Regions from separate parts of the Bos taurus genome. Here region 1 is linked to region 2. A link is a contact called in public Hi-C data. All regions are on one chromosome and are shown on one strand. The core of a region is the stretch at or near the end of the contact, and the rest is flanking DNA. Distances in the headings are between cores, read along the strand shown.

The links. A called contact is a pair of places that touch in the nucleus more often than the background predicts.
Region 1: a contact with region 2 is called in a Hi-C map of liver, with 1.7 times the contacts expected there. The contact joins the enhancer-like site here to the promoter of CCDC158 in region 2. A contact is called at or near these places in 2 of 11 Hi-C or Micro-C datasets (liver and skeletal muscle).

The regions. Positions count from the first base shown.
Region 1 is chr6:91,369,125-91,373,129 of ARS-UCD2.0, reverse strand. All of the region lies in intron 1 of SHROOM3 (shroom family member 3), which reads right to left. Among named protein-coding and RNA genes, the nearest start is that of SHROOM3, 53 kb to the right of the region's middle. Within about 2 kb of position 1,654, at least 4 of the 102 cell types and tissues checked have an H3K27ac peak or open chromatin away from gene starts, as enhancers often do. A contact at or near this core is called in liver, where this site is marked.
Region 2 is chr6:91,307,391-91,311,805 of ARS-UCD2.0, reverse strand. It overlaps CCDC158 (coiled-coil domain containing 158), which reads left to right and starts at 1,918. Exons shown (of 23, transcript XM_059887788.1): 1 at 1,918-2,005.

The sequences.
Region 1 (4,005 bases), core at 405-2,904, 62 kb before region 2:
ACAGAGCCAGCGATGAATTCAAGTGCAAGTGACTTATTGAGACTTGTTTTGGGGAGAAACCTGTAAGGGAGTGAGGGAGGCAGGATGGCACAGATGTTAAGATGTGGTTCACTCTGACCTCTGTGCTCAGCCTGATTCTTCAGGCTGAAAATGCCACTCCTGGGCATTTTCTGCTCCTTTCAGCAGAAGGCAATTTACCCTGGAAGAGTACAGCAGGGAGCCGGACAATCAATGCTCCCAGTAGCTCAGGGTAGGGGAACACCAGTCCAATCAAGGGGACCTGGGCACGGGACCCACCACAGCTCCTCCAGCATCCAAGCCCACAGCCTTACCTACTTGTCTTCTCATTGCTGAACTTCTGTGTCACCCACCCCTCAACACACGTCTAACCCAGGTGAATTGTCACCACAGCTCTCATTACATGGTCAAACTCTAGTTTAACCATCAGCTTACTCATTTGATAAGCTTCCAGACAGTGGGGGCCATCCATTCTTCTCAGGATCCCTGGTGCCTAGTACACAGAAGAAAGCTGTCCTGAACAAAGGTTTTGGACTTGTTTGTGGTTCTAATAACAGGCATTTCAATCAGGTAGGTGGTAAGAGTTTGTTGTTGTATTTTTTTGTTTGTTTTTTGTTTTTAAAAAGAGCCTTTTATCAATCAGATTGCATAGATGACAAACTTCAGCAGCCGCTTCAGATAGTTAGGGAGTTTGGGATGGACATGTACACATTACTGTATTTAAAATGGATAATGAACAAGGAGTTACTGTATAGCACAGGGAATTCTGTTCAATGTTATGTGGCAGCTGGATGGGAGGAGAGTTTGGGATAGAATGGATACATGTATAGATAAGGCTGAGTCCCTTTGCTATGCACCTGAAATTATCACAACATTGTTAATCAGTTATATTCCAAAATAAGATAAAAAGTTAAAAAGAAAGAAGTGGCCTTGAGCCATGACCTTCATTTGCCTAATTTTCTGCCTGGCATTTTGGGTCTCAAAGGCCATAACACAAGTACCACTGAGAGCACCACACAGAGGGCCCCCCAAAGGGCCCCTACAGCACCCAGCCTCAGGATAAAAAACCAAGAAGCCAGGGTGTGTGGCTGCTCCCCTTGTGCAATGATGGGGGACATCCCCTCATCATGAGACTCCCACCCCAGCCACTTCTTACACCACGTGTATGGCAGTCTCAGCGTGTTTTTTCCCTATTCATCCTCTTGCTACTTTTAACATCAGGGCCCTGAAATGCTTACCATCTAGGAGAAGGCGCCTCCATTTCTCCCGCCCAGCGGTCCTCTCACTTCATGGGAAAGCATGATTACCCGACCCAGAGGTGTTAAGTGATCTTGCTTGACAAACTGGAACAAACCGGCAGTGCACAACGCTGATTCGGCCTCTGCAGTGCTACAGGCAGCCAGCCACACACGGGATCAAAACCCAAGGGCAGTGCGTACGTCTCCCGTCCAGGTCTCCCTGCTGCGCTCCAGGAGGGGCCGAAGACCCTCAGCTGGGACTAGGCACATGTGGAAAGGGGCAGTGCTGCCTATGGCCTGGACCCCACCACGACTGGAGTCGTGTTACTGTGCTGAGATGTTCCCACGTAGATCAGCAGGCCTGATCCAGACACTCAGTGGGACCCTGGCTCACATGTGCCTGAGTGTACATGTGTAGGGAGGGGGTGGGATCTTCCCCTGTTCCAGAGATGTCCTTGGACTTCCCCTGGCATGTGTGCTGTGTTTCAGTAAAGAGTGACTGATCATCCACCTGTCAAAACCAAAGCCAACGAAACAAAACAAAACCAAACCACCCCAGTTGCAATCCTCTTTATCTGTTGTGAAGAGACACGCCATGTGGGTTAAAGGTGTACAGACAACTGAAGGATAAATATGAACAAAATTCAAAAAGGCCCCAAAATTTAGAAGTGGGCTTGAGAAATTTGGCAATCATTTTTCTATTGAGAAAGAGCTAGTCCACAAGGGAGGAAAAAAATCAATCCAGGCCACACACCAGCAGAAATCAATTTAATTAGGGAGGGGGCGGTGAGCACAGAGAATGAGAAAAATAAACCAAGGTCTACCCACACATTTCAAAAATTCAGAACAAGGACCATAAAAAGGATGACATGACCACAGCCTGCAACAAAACAGTGAATAGTTTCATTTTCATGAAAACCAATTAAGGTGAAAAAGGGAAAGGAGGTTGCAGAGATGGTCAAGCTCTCGCACCCTGGCTGAACCCACTCAGCCCCTGGCCAGGACAGCAGATCTGTCAAGCCCACTGGAGCTCTCCTGGAGCTCTTTCTTCATCCTCTCCTGAGTAATTTAGGCTGATGTCATTACCATCAGTGACTTGTGCAAAATTCGAGTTGCCAGATTTAAGACAATCCAAATACGATTCCCAGTTAAATTTGAATTTAAAATAAGATAATAGATGTATTTTTTAGCAGAAGTATGTCCCATGTAATAGTTGGGACATACTTATACTAAAAAATGAAATAAAATTCTTGTTTACCTGAAATTCAAATTTAAGTGTCTTGTATTTTATCTGGCATCTCCACCCAGAATCCTACCATCAGAACCAAATTGTATTGGTATTATGCATGCTAAGTTGCTTCAGGTGTGTCTGACTCTTTGCAACCCTATGGACTGTAGCCCACCAGGTTCCTCTATCTGTGGGGTTTTCCAGGCAATAATACTGGAGTGGATTGCCATTTCCTTCTCCAGGGGATCTTCCCGGCCCAGGAATCAAACTTGCATCTCCTGCACTGGCAGGCAAATTCTTTACCACTAGCGCCATCTGGGAAGTACTTCTAGCAAAATTCTTACATAGAATGTGACCTAAATAGTAGAAACCCTAAGCTCCTGTGGACAGGATCTTACACAAGATTTAATCAAATATTGGGTTGGCCAAAATGTTCGTACCATAAAACTCAAACGAACTTTTTGGCCAACCCAAAATTTTCATTGACAAATATGGGAGCTTGGAAACATTAAACGAGATTCCCTCTTGGGAGGCAGAATCAAGACGAGAATCCATGTGGCCTGTTTTTCTCCCTCCTTCCTCTCTGACAAGAATTTTCTTTTCATAAACTTTATATATAACACAAAAGCTTCAGGGACTAAATGGTGAAGTGGATACTAAATTCTAAAATAATTTTGTAAAGTTGAAACAAATAAAATGAGTCAAGAGTATAATAAAGAAAGGGTTAGGCTTTGTGAAATCTAACTTTATAATGTACCTTTTGAATCTTATTTTGAAAGTCTGCAATCAATTACTTTTCAATCAGTCAGTCACCCAGACCTTCCGAATGCACACTTGGTCCAATTCAAAAGCTCCACAAAACAGGCTGAGTCTCTTCAGCACATCCATCACTGGGCTAAAAATGCCTGCCTGCCAGCAGACGCCTTCCAGCAGACACCAGCCAACGCAAGGAAGGTGGGAGGAAGCGAATGAAAAGAGCAGCAGCTCTGAAAGAAGAAAATGTTTCCTTTGCCCAGTGTGTATCTAGGGGCTGGGGGATGCTTCCATTTACTAAGGAGCCCTGTTGTCATTTGAGAAGCACATTTTAATGCTGAAACCTAACAGGGACTCTCACCTAGCAGCAAACTGGGTCCTAGATCTAGGCCAGGCTCTTTGATCTTTAGAGACCTTTTCGTTAAAGAGCCCTCATTTTTTAGGAATGAGATCTAAAGTGCATTCTCCTTTTTAGGAACTCCCACAGTTTTAAAGGCTTCAGTGGACAATTCTGATGTTCACTCACCATATGGTGTTTTCCCAAAATTAATGTCCAAAGGAGAAAGTACAGCCAAGCTTGGATCCCAAGGTCATCCACGACCTGCATAAAGTCTGTATCAGTTTGGATACTTGCCTATCAATAACAAAACACCCACTTAAAAGCGGCTTGAATGATGTGCTTGTTTTTGTTTTCCCACATGATAAGTCCAGAGATGGATGGTCCTGGTGTTGTTTCAGGACCTCCCCAGTGTTGGGGCCCTGGGTCAA
Region 2 (4,415 bases), core at 669-3,168:
TGAAAAGTGAAAGTGAAGTCGCTCAGTCCTGTCCGACTCTTCAAGACCCCATGGACTGTAACCTACCAAGCTCCTCCGTCCATGGGATTTTCCAGGCAAGAGTACTGGAGTGGGTTGCCATTGCCTTCTCCGACTTTATCAATGAGGCCTTCTCAGACCACACATGAAATGGTACCTCCTCTCTCTAACCTCCATACCCTATCTCATCTACACTTATCCCCATCTGATATATTTGAATTTGTCTCTCTGTTCATTGCTCATCTTCTACAAGAGTGTAAACTCCATGAGGATAGGAGTTTTTTTGGTTCATGGCTGTATTTTCAACACCTTTGCATGTTGCATATCAGGTCTCTATGAATACACGTTCAAATGACTGGATGAATGGTATAGAAACTCTGGACTCCTTCCTTTACCTCTAAATTTTTTATTTTAAAAGCTAAGAATCTCTTTTAAATTCAGTATCAGAAACATACCATGAAGTAAAACTGTAAGGCACTTCAAATGAAAATAATTTTATAATAAAATTTTAATGTTCACACATATATGTGGGTTTAAATAGTTTTATAGTGTTCTAATAAACATATATCAATTAACAACTTCAAAAAGAATAAAAAAAGGAACTTTCTTGGTTCTTAGGGTCCAAATATAAACATGAGACATAAATGGAAATCACATATTAGGTAACTAAAACATTTTCTTGCCGTAAGAACAGTTGTGCTTTAACAGAATAAAAGTCTAAAACAAAAGAACTAAAAATTGCTTTCTGTCTAGCCACAAAATTTAAACCATTCACCCTTCCATTAAATACTCTCATTCCCTATTAAAATACTTGATTCTATATGCAAGACTGTCCAAGTCAATAAATTTATATTATAGGTACAATAAAAAGCGATCTTTTAGTGGTATTTAATACTAATTTTATGAAAATTTAAAACTACATTATGTAATGTAGGATTTATTAATATTTCCAACCAACTCACACATAAAAAGTTATTCGCTGGAGGTGTCCTCATAGTGCCACTGCTAATAGCATTAACGCTGACAGGTGGCATCCATCACACTCAGGCCCTTTCTGGATTTCTTCCATCCGAGCACTAATTTAGGCAGTACGGATAGGCTTAAGTGTGTAATCACAGTATATGATAAGTTCTATATATTACAGAGATGACGACAGAGCAACTGAATCACAGCGGAAGAAAACTCTCCGGAGGCGAGAGGGTCAGCTATTCTGAGTACACTTCTGAACCTTGCAAAACATTCCCAACAGAGGATCAGGATAAGCAAAGGCAGAGAGACAAAGGGGAATTGAGAGGTAGGTTGGGGCGGGAGGGGCCACTGTTGGAAGGAGGGCGGGAGGCCTGACTGGCAACGCCAATATTGACTTGATTCTTAGATTGTGAATACAGACAGGATTTATGCGGGTCGGTAAAGAATTGGGGAAAATCCTCTGTGGAACGACTTGGAGAATAGCCTGGGGCGTTCGGGTGATGGGGGGCAAGAGCAGGACATGGATACCGGTTAGGAGGCCGCAGATAAAGAGAATGGCTGTGAGTGGCAGAGAGTATAAGTTGGAAGCCCGAATAGGGGTCGCTTGTGGAGTAGGGCTGGCAGGATGTGATGCCAAGCAGCCCCCTTGGTCAGAGCTGCTAGTATGGAGACTCTGGGCGGGCGGGGGGTGGGGGAGAAATGGCTCTCGGTTGCCCGGGCGACGGCGTCTAGGGGCGGAGTCTGGGGCCAGAGACGGCCCCCACATGGTTAGTTCAGCATTCCCCCCGGTCCCCTCCCCACTCTCGGGCGAGGTGCCCAACGGTTGCCCCCGAGGCTCGCTTGGAGCCGGCAAGGCGCGAGCCGGAGCGCACGGGGAGCTGGCGCACGTGTGGGCGGGGCTCGGTCCTGCGTCGCCGCCGCCGCCGCCGCCGCCCAGTCGACGCAGGTGCGGCCGCCGCGCCCGCCGGCGCCCCCGCGGGGATGGGGCCGGTCTCTTAGGATGAGGCGTTGGTAGCAGGTACAAGGGCGGGCGCGACCGGGGGACCGGGTGAGGAGGTGGGTCGTTCGCCAGAGGCCCTGAGGCTGCGCATCTTCATTTCTGGAACCTTCCAGATCTTTTCGTTTGTTTTGCACATGGTGGATGCCCAATAAATTGTTTCTTTACCAGAAGGGACTGCCGTTGTTTTCAGGAATCACAAGACTTCCGGGGACTGTGGCTGAACTGTAGGACTAGAAATAACAGGATCCTGTTGTTGTTCCAACTTTACTGCTAACTCCTGTTCCTACCCAGCTTCTTTGGCAGACGTGGCGGAGGGGGGTGGGGTGGGGGTGGGGTGGAGGAATAGGGAAGACACACATAATGAGTAATGTGTAACCTTGGACAGTCTAATCCAAATGAGATTGTATTAAATGCTGTGCAAGGGCCCTCTCAGCTGGAACCCTGTCTATTAAGTGAGGAGTCTGGTTCTGCATCATTATTAGTATCTGTCAGAAACAGTGGGTTCTCAGATGAGTCCACCCGTCTCCCACAAAACTCTGCTCCCAGTCCCCACTGAGGCTGTTGTTCCGGGCTGAGTTCATGCGTCTTTATTTTTTTTCTTTTTTAAATTATGAAAGTATAATAACATTTACAGGAGACGTGGACAATACAGAACAAAATTAATACATAGTTCCACTGTATAATTATTTTTAAGTGGATAAATTACGATTTTTAGTCGGAGTTTCAGCATCAGTTTCAGAATCAAGCTCTCAAAAATTAATAGAATGAATAGAATAGCCAGAAAAATAGAAGGCTATAATAGACCTTGCTGCTGCTGCTGCTAAGTTGCTTCAGTCGTGTCCGACTCTGTGCGACCCCATAGATAGCAGCCCACCAGGCTCCGCCATCCCTGGGATTCTCCAGGCAAGAACACTGGAGTGGGTTGCCATTTCCTTCTCCAATGCATGAAAGTGAAAAGTGAAAGTGAAGTCGCTCAGTCATGCCGACCTTAGCAACCCCATGGACTGCAGCCTACCAGGCTTCTCCATCCATGGGATTTTCCAGGCAAGAGTACTGAAGTGGGGTGCCATTGCCTTCTCCGTAATAGACCTTAAGCCTTTATTTTTTAGGGCTCCAAAATCACTGCAGATGGTGATTGAAGCCATGAAATTAAAAGACGTTTATTCCTTGGAAGGAAAGTTAGACCAACCTGCTGCTGCTAAGTTATTTCAATCGTGTCCGACTCTGTGCGACCCCAAAGATGGCAGCCCACCAGGCTCCCCCGTCCTTGGGATTCTCCAGGCAAGAACACTGGAGTGGGTTGCCATTTCCTTCTCCAATTATGACCAACCTAGATAGCGTATTAAAAAGCAGAGACATTACTTTGAAACAAAGGTCCATCTAGTCAAGGCTATGGTTTTTCCAGTGGTCATGTATGGATGTGAGAGTTGGACTATGAAGAAAGCTGAGCACCGAAGAATTGATGCTTTTGAACTGTGGTGTTGGAGAAGACTCTTAAGAGTCCCTTGGACTGCAAGGAGATCCAACCAGTCCATTCTAAAGGAAATCAGTCCTGGGTGTTCATTGGAAGGACTGATGCTAAGCTGAAACTCCAATACTTTGGCCACCTCATGCAAAGAAGAGTTGACTCATTGGAAAAGACCCTGATGCTGGGAGGGATTGGGGGCAGGAGGAGAAGGGGATGACAGGATGAGATGGCTGGATGGCATCACCGACTCAATGGACATGAGTTTGAGTAAACTCCGGGAGTTGGTGATGGACAAGGAGGCCTGACATGCTGCGATTTATGGGGTCACAAAGAGTTGGACACGACTGAGCGACTGAACTGAACTGAACTGAAGAGCCCTGTGGTGTTCATGCATCTTGGTGTACTTTAAGAGCAAGGGAAAGTAGAAGAAAAGTGAAGTTGGTTGTTTCTCAGGGTCTTTTGACTGGCATCCACTTCTTGCTTCCTATGTAGACGCCTATTCAGGAAAGGAAGGCTCAGCACCTTCCACTGTCCCAGAACTCAGCGGGGCAGGACTGTTTACTCTGTGTAAAGTCATGGGGTGGAAGTGGGGGAGTGTGGGAGACGCCTGGTCCTCCCAGCTCTATTGTTTTTAGATTTATACAGTTATCTTTATTTGTCTTGTGGGTAAAATGGTTTTTCTGCCCTGGAGACATTTTTATACTCCTGAATTGAGGGTAGAAATTGACAATTTATTTTGTATATGCAGACTCCTTACCACTGTGATTTACAAAGAGGACTCAGCGTTGTCTATTTAGTATGTTAGGGCCACTCACATCCATAGTTCATTAAATAGGGCCTCTGTGAACCACCTGTTCCCACACTAGAAGCCCTCAAATGATTTGGTATAGTAGGCTAAATAAGGGCCACCCAAAAATATCAGGTCCTAATCCCTGGAACCATAAATATGATAAGCCAAGA